Regions from separate parts of the Arachis hypogaea genome. Here region 2 is linked to region 1. Evidence: chromatin contacts called from public Hi-C data. All regions are on one chromosome and are shown on one strand. Each heading gives the region's core, a stretch centred on a gene start, on an enhancer-like site or on the middle of the called end of the contact. The rest is flanking DNA. Distances are from core to core; before and after follow the strand shown.

The links. A called contact is a pair of places that touch in the nucleus more often than the background predicts.
Region 2: a contact with region 1 is called in a Hi-C map of an unstated tissue, with 4 times the contacts expected there. The contact joins the enhancer-like site here to the promoter of LOC112766797 in region 1. A contact is called at or near these places in 5 of 8 Hi-C or Micro-C datasets (leaf and an unstated tissue).

Annotation. Positions count from the first base shown.
Region 1 is chr17:25,858,829-25,862,640 of arahy.Tifrunner.gnm2.J5K5, reverse strand. LOC112766797 (ubiquitin-activating enzyme E1 2) reads right to left here and starts at 2,127. Exons shown (of 7, transcript XM_025812695.3): 1 at 1,861-2,127; 2 at 1,114-1,556. The coding sequence starts at 1,543.
Region 2 is chr17:25,993,293-25,997,104 of arahy.Tifrunner.gnm2.J5K5, reverse strand. LOC112766678 (amino acid transporter AVT1I-like) reads left to right here. Exons shown (of 3, transcript XM_072222618.1): 2 at 1-194; 3 at 893-1,583. The coding sequence ends at 1,414. Among protein-coding and RNA genes, the nearest start is that of LOC112767180, 6.8 kb to the right of the region's middle. Within about 2 kb of position 2,149, at least 3 of the 3 cell types and tissues checked have open chromatin away from gene starts, as enhancers often do.

The DNA.
Region 1 (3,812 bases), core at 878-3,377:
GCACTCCCCAAGGCCGGTTTGTTAAAGCTCTTACTTTTCGAGAATAGCTTGTCAAAACTGGTTTTGAAAGATACCTTCCTATAAGTTGTAATGCCTATGTTTGGAAAATCATAATAAAAATGGTTTTCAATAACTAACAAGTACATGCAATAATTGTGTTTGGTAAAACAAATTTAAAAATTTAAAAATACCATAATAAACATAAATATAAGAATATATTTAGATATTTATTAATATATGAAGTTATATTAGATTTTATAATTTTGATAAGCACAAGCTAACTTTGAAAAGCATCTCCTTCGGTGTTTTCAAAAGCACCCTGAACGTTTAAAAGCAACAAGTAAAAGGCTAAAAGCACATGATCTTTTTTTGTACCAAACACAAAACGAAGAACTTGTGCTATTTTCTAAAAACTTTACCAAGCCAAGCCTACATGCCCATGACTCACAATCTCACTGCATATATTAATTTCTTGCCAATAATGGATACCAGAGACCAGATCACCAAATTTAGCAAATGCATCAATCTTTCCTTTTAATTAGAGAGCACTAAAAGCAACAAAAACCATTGCTAGTATAGTACATGCTGCCCCCTAGGTCATTGTATATTCGTATAAAATCATTTTAGTATTTGTGTGAGTTTCCGATTACAAGTTTACAACCAATTCAATAGCAGTCTACTAAAACCCTGAAGAATTTAACAACAAACTCCATTCATCATATATATAAACATCTTGAACAGCAAACATCTGATAATCCAATAGCAAGTTTAGAAGGATGTTAGAATTGCTCTCACATAAGTTTAATAGTTCAAGAATGATATACTCTTATCATATTTGGTTTTGAGTTTCATTTGTCATTTGACATTGATTCTGCTGTCGAACCATGGTGTTGGGTGCTATACCAAAAACTTTAATTTTGACAAATCTTCTCAAATAGAAGGTTCCTAACTTCACTTCAAAATCACATTTCACTAAAATCTATTCAGACAAAATCAAGATCAAGTATTAAGTTTGCAAACACAACAAAATAGGCACTAAACATTCACTCAACAAGCAACAATATCAGAGCAAATCAAATTGATAGATCGCTCAAATCTGAAAGTAACAATTACCGATCTCAACGCCAAGACCCTGCATCCCTGAAACAAGGACATTGGAACCAACGAGCTTCCTCATGGTCTCGCGTCCGTACACCGCAAGCTGACGGCTGTGGAGATCCTCATCGATCTCCGGCGGGTTGGAATCTCCCAAAGCCATTTCTGACGGTCCTCCTCCGACGCTTATGCTGTTGTTGCTGCTGCCGCTGTTCTTGTCGTCTCTGCTCCGGTCAGTGTTGTTCACCGCCGAATCCTCGGCAGCACCAGAGGGCGAGCAGGCAGTTAGGCTCCCGATCCGGCACTTCTTGTGAAATGAGGCCGCAGCAGCACCACCACCTACAACGCCGCCGCCGCTGTTGCTTCCGCTGTTGTTGCTGCTGTTGTTATTGTTTTCAGTCCCTTCTTCTACAACCTCTCCTTCGCTAGGTCTCTTTCTTGGAAGCATATAGTGCAGTAATCTGCTACACGCGCGTCCACACCGAAATCGCACCATAAAGGCAACAGCACCAGCAACGAAAACAACAACGACGATGGAGATTTTCACAAAGAGGGAAAAATCAAACGAGTTAGAAATAAAATGATCGGCGAGAAGATCTCGCGAGATGAAGTACGATATTATCAGAGGCAACAACGCTAAGAGCCAAAACCCTAATAACTGTCGCATCTTGATTCGAATGCAAAGCGATGAAGCAAGCAAATAAAAAATGAAAATGGAAGATTTCGAGTGTGGAAATGGAATGAAAGGAAGATGAAGGAACGTACCAGTTGGAACTTGGGAGAAGCAGAAGAAGAGAAGAATGGAATCTGTGATGTTAAGGTGAGAATCGGAGGTAGGAATTTTTGTAGAGTGCGATTGCGTTTTTGTTAGGTTCTGTATTTTTGAGGGTTTTGCTTTTAGGAATGATGAGAACGGGTGCGTGTATAAGGGGCAGTGGGGGTTTGTATAAGAAGAGGTGAAGTAGTTAGGGGCATTTTGGACTTTTGGTTCCAATAGAAAATAATATAAGAAATATGTTTCGCTAGGGTTCTGATAGACAGGTGGTGGTTTTGCCTCCATATGCGAAAATTTCTTACCTGAAACTATTAAACATCATGAAAACTCACAAATTTTTACTATCTATTCTATTATATAAAAATCGGATGTCTGCACTTAATGATGAAACTGACGTGGCATACTTTAGAGAGTGTTTTCTGATTTAATTATTTTAACTCATTCAATACAATTTATTGCACTGACTTAATTATATCAACTAATTAATTTGATTAAATTTTTAAATATTAATATAATTAATATAATTTATAATAATTTATATTACTTAATTAATTATATTACATTAATCATAATTCGTTATATTGGTGAATTAGTCTTTTCATTTATAAAGTCTAAAATAAAATAAATAAATTATTATTTATTCTAATTAAATTTATTTATATACTATATATGAATTATCGTTAAGTTATAAAACATAGAACTTGTAGATTGTGATAAAAACGCAAATCAGAAAAAAAAACGCATACAATTATAGAAGAATTAAATCTATCCTCTTTATTTATTTTTAACCATCGTTTTAGATTTTAATTTTTTTAAAAAACCAATGATAGTGAAATTTTATTGATGCTAGATAAAATTATAGAAGAATCAAATCATAATTTACATTTATTGATGTTAGGTAAAATTATAAATTGTTGCTCTTTCAATCAAATCATACCACATACAAAAATAAATTAAATTAAATAAATCGAATTTGCATCTCTATATAAATCGAATTGAATAAATTCGATTTAGGTAAATACGTAGTAAATTAAATTCATAAGGTTCGAATTATATGCAACTTCTGAATAATTATAATGTTATGGGTATTTTATATAAAAATTAATACAAAAATAATTTAAATTCTGTACAATATTTTTTTTGTATTTATGAGCTATTAAAAATGAACGAAAAAATATTGTATGAAATTTAAATTTTTTTTGTATGGGTTGTTGTATAAAATACTAATATTATTATAATTATTTATTTTGAAACAGACTACAACTAAGATTTTATTAACATTTTTAAATAAAATATTTTTATAAAATTTTGAAATTTTTTATTATGAGCACTTTTTGTAATTATTATAAATAATTTTATAAAATTTAAAAATGACTTAACAGATGTTATGAGTAAATCGTCTGACAAGAAAACTCATTACAAAACCGGTCGTATATGTGATTAATCGGTGAACCGTTAGAACTGGTTGATTTTTTTAAAGGGTTTTCGGTTTGTTAATAACTCCTCCAAACGGTGCCGTTTTGACTTAAAAAAAAAAACTGAATCCCCAGCGACTTAAGCCCGTAACCCATTCCCATTCCCACACTTCTCTCCTCTCCTCTCTGAAATTGACGTGAAAATGAAAGGCCAAATCTATAACAGTTGAGATTCCTCATGAAAATAAAAGGCCAAATCTACATGGAGCTATTCAAAATTACATGGTATATGGTCCATGTGGTCCGTACAACAAGAATTCACCTTGCATAAAGAATGGATCATGTTCAAAGTTCTATCCTAAAGAGTTTAGACAGTGAACACTCATTGATGAGACCGAATTTTCCAAATATAGGCGTACTGATAACAGTCGAACAGTAAAGAAAAGAAATGTGTACTAGACAATAAGTTCATTGTTCCGTATAATCCAGAATTGTTGCTCAAGTTCGAGTGCCACATAAATGTGGAA
Region 2 (3,812 bases), core at 900-3,399, 130 kb before region 1:
TAGCATCAATTATATTTCTATGTTCATTGTTGTGGAATGGTACAATTGATGGAACAAAACTTCATAGCAAAGGAGTACTCTTTAATTGGAAGGGAGTTCCTGCTGCAGTTAGCTTGTATGCATTTTGCTACAGTTCTCATCCTGTGTTTCCAAGTCTCTACACTTCCATGAAGAACAAGCATCAGTTCTCTAATGTAAGTGCATATAATTTAGAAAAAAAATCCTAATTTTTTTAATTAAAAAAATGTTGACTTATTATATTAGTTTCTATAATTTTTTTAAATTTGTAATTAAATTATTCTATTTTAAAAATTTTTTATTGAGTCTTTATATCATTTTAAATTTGTAATTACATTCTTTCCGTTTTAAAAACATTTAATTTAATGAAATATGTTAAGGCATATTGCTAGTGGTGTGAAATGGATGAAAACGTTTTTAAATTTTTTTAACGTTTATTAAAAAAATGATCTAATTATAAATTTAAAATTGGTGTAGGATCCCAATTAAAATCTTTTAAAGTATAGAGATTTAATGATAAAATTAAAAAAATTATTGGGATTAACACAAAAATTTAACCCAAAAAAATAAAGTAAAAAAAAAAGGTGATTTTACTGATAGTTCATTACTTAACTAATAGTTCTTACTTAACTCATTGTTTAGTGAATATCTCCATGTAAGTGAATTGACATTATAATTATTAAAATCGATTTGGTCAAGATAGAGTCACTAAATTGGTATATTTTTTCGTTCAAGACTTAGTAGAAGCTAACATTATTCATTTATTCCAGGAGACAAAATTTTCCAAGTACTCTGCCCATCTTGCACGTTTTAAAATTCCAAACCCACCTAACTATATGTTATTACATGTATCATTTACTTTAATTTGTTACAGGTGTTGCTGGTGTGCTTCACATTGTGCACTCTAGTATATGCAGCAACAGCAGTTTTGGGATACTTAATGTTTGGATCAGAGGTTGAATCAGAAATAACTCTGAACCTTCCAAAAGAAAAACTGAGTTCAAAAGTGGCGATATACACAACTTTGGTTAACCCCATAACCAAATATGCTCTGATGCTAAGGCCAATTGTGGATGCCACAAAAAACGTGCTTCCATCACACTACAACAAAAGGCCAAAGCTCACACATATACTAATTAGTAGCATATTGCTCTTCACCACTGTTGTTGTTGCACTCACTGTTCCATTTTTTGGGTACCTAATGTCCCTTGTTGGTGCATTGTTAAGTGTCTCTGCTTCATTCCTAGTGCCATGTGTTTGCTACTTGAAGATTTCTGGAACTTATGGGAAATTGGGATGTGAAATGATCGTCAATTATTCCATAGTGTTAGTAGGAGTTGCAATTGCAGCATTTGGAACTTACACTTCCCTCTTAGAAATAATTAGGCATTTATAGTTGTAATTCCCCATTTGTACTTTTTTTTTAAAATAAAAAATACTGAGATTACTTACATATATCATGTATCGTAAGTAATCCATTTGGAAGTTTGGTTAAACCATGTGGTCTCCTATTGAATGCACTCGAGATTAATGTAAAATAAATAAATCGAAGAGTAGCATAGGTAGTTATTGTTTTCTTTTTCTTTTTTATTTTTTTTTCCGGGAAGAGAATTTCAATCAATTAGAGGTATTCAAACTGTCAAAAAGACTAAGCTACATATGTTTTTTTCCCTCTGTTGTTGATGCCGATAAATTAATGATTACCCTATAGGGGATCAAAATTCTTTTTAAGGGGTTTGTCGTTAGACTTCAATTACTATTTTTATAAAGCGGGAGTAGAACTTCTAAGGCTTATTTAAGTTGAAGAGTAAGTTCAGTTAATCATTCAAGTTACCTAAGTTATAAATATTTTTTGTTTTGTTTTTTATAGTATGGCATAATTCGACAAACTAAAAACTGATTAATTATAAATTTAAAATTTATTTAAAAATTTATTGTAAATTAATTAATTATTATATGCACAAAATTTAAACTCTTAATACTTGTTTAAATAAATTAATAAATTAATTACTAAATTAATCCAAGATTATTTCAAAGTTACAAATGTTGGTAGAGGCATCTTCCAAACAGGCCAGCTCATCTTCTATTCTATTCCCATCCGTTCTAGTACTATGATTCAACCAAATAGATGGGCCAACGCTACAGTGATGATTTTTTTTTTTCTACATGTGATGAAATTTGCTGTCATACCTTTGGGCATGACACGTTTCCTCTATTTTGCAGAATAGTCAAATAATGATTCAGAAGAGTCGGGTTCGGATTGCTTTATACTTCCGATTTCATCACGTCTAAAGTCATGTGTTAATTCTGACAGTTTTTTTTTTTTTTTTTGGTATCCTGTTTGCTCGGAAGAGAGCCATCTATCTTTAATTCTTTCTATAAGGAATTTTGGGTTACTTTTTCGGAAATCTCCCTTAAGATTTAATCTAAGTAATCGGTCAAATATTGAGTTTTGAGTCGCTGGAATTGAATACTATAAAATAAAGACTGAGGTGAACTTCGTCTTTTAGACTCTTACAAAATTGCTTAAAAAAAGAAAAAGAGAAGAGATGATTATTAGCAACATTTTTAAATATTTTTTATTGTCCATTTTGTAAGTATGGGCTTTAAAGGCCCACTTTTCGTTGGACCGTTTCTTTTTTCTTTTTTCTAAGCCAATTTTTGGATTTTTATTGGAGTTAATGGCAGAATTTGCTATGTCACAAGGAGCTGCACAAAGATTCGAACCTTCATTAAGCTCAAGAGGCTATAGAAAGATAATAGTAGCAGTGTATATGAGTGTATATGGGTATGTGGTGTAAAAAACAAAAAAAAATCTTTTTAGACAGCCGAAACCTAATGGCAGTATCATCTGTCTCACTCCTCAATAAAAAATATAAAACCCATGTTAGTAGCAGGAGTGTTTGTATGAGTGAATGTATGTTGTGTAATGTATAAAACCAAAAAAAAAAAAAAAAGAAAATGTCTTTCCGTAAATTAGATTTTTGGGTTACGAAATAATCTTGAATATGGACAGTAATAGGATATTTTTTATATTGGGGGATTGGACCTATAGTTATTGATGAATAAATAGTCGTGTAATATTGATATAGTATCATTTATTATGTAATATCAGTCAATTTTAACATCATCAATAAAAGAAGTAACGAGCCAATGAGTTATAGCTCAAATGGCATAGGTTGCGGGTTCGAGTCTCCTATCTTTGGTAAAAAATAAAAAATAAAAGAAGTAACGAATAATCAACATGATTAACTTGAAATATTTGAAAAACGAATTTGATTAAAAAAATTTTTTGATAACCAATTCCAAAAACGAATAATTTTTTAAGGATGAATTTGATTACTTATTCATTATTGATGGTTTAGACCTAACCTTTTTTAGGTGGATTTGACAAAATAAGTTGGCCCCAAATTAAGTAAAGGGTGTTGTAATCCTTTTTAATTTAATAAATTTTAGTTTTTTATTTATTATTTTATATCAATGGCTCGAATTTAGAGTTTAACATTTAGAATTTAGAATTTATTATTTAATATTTATGATTTAGAATTTAAGAAACACTAAAATTTTTATTTTTATATTATCATTCACCGGTTTTATTTATATTTATATAAAACTAAATCTATTTTAGATTAAAAATATAGGCATAGTGTTAATATGAATTTCATATGACAGAAAATAATATTCGTGTTGATGCTGATTATTTTTTGCATTGTAAATGTTTTTGTTGTGATTTATTTTGGTATCTTTTTGACAGTACAGTAAGTAAACATACTTAAAGACTTAAAGTACATAAT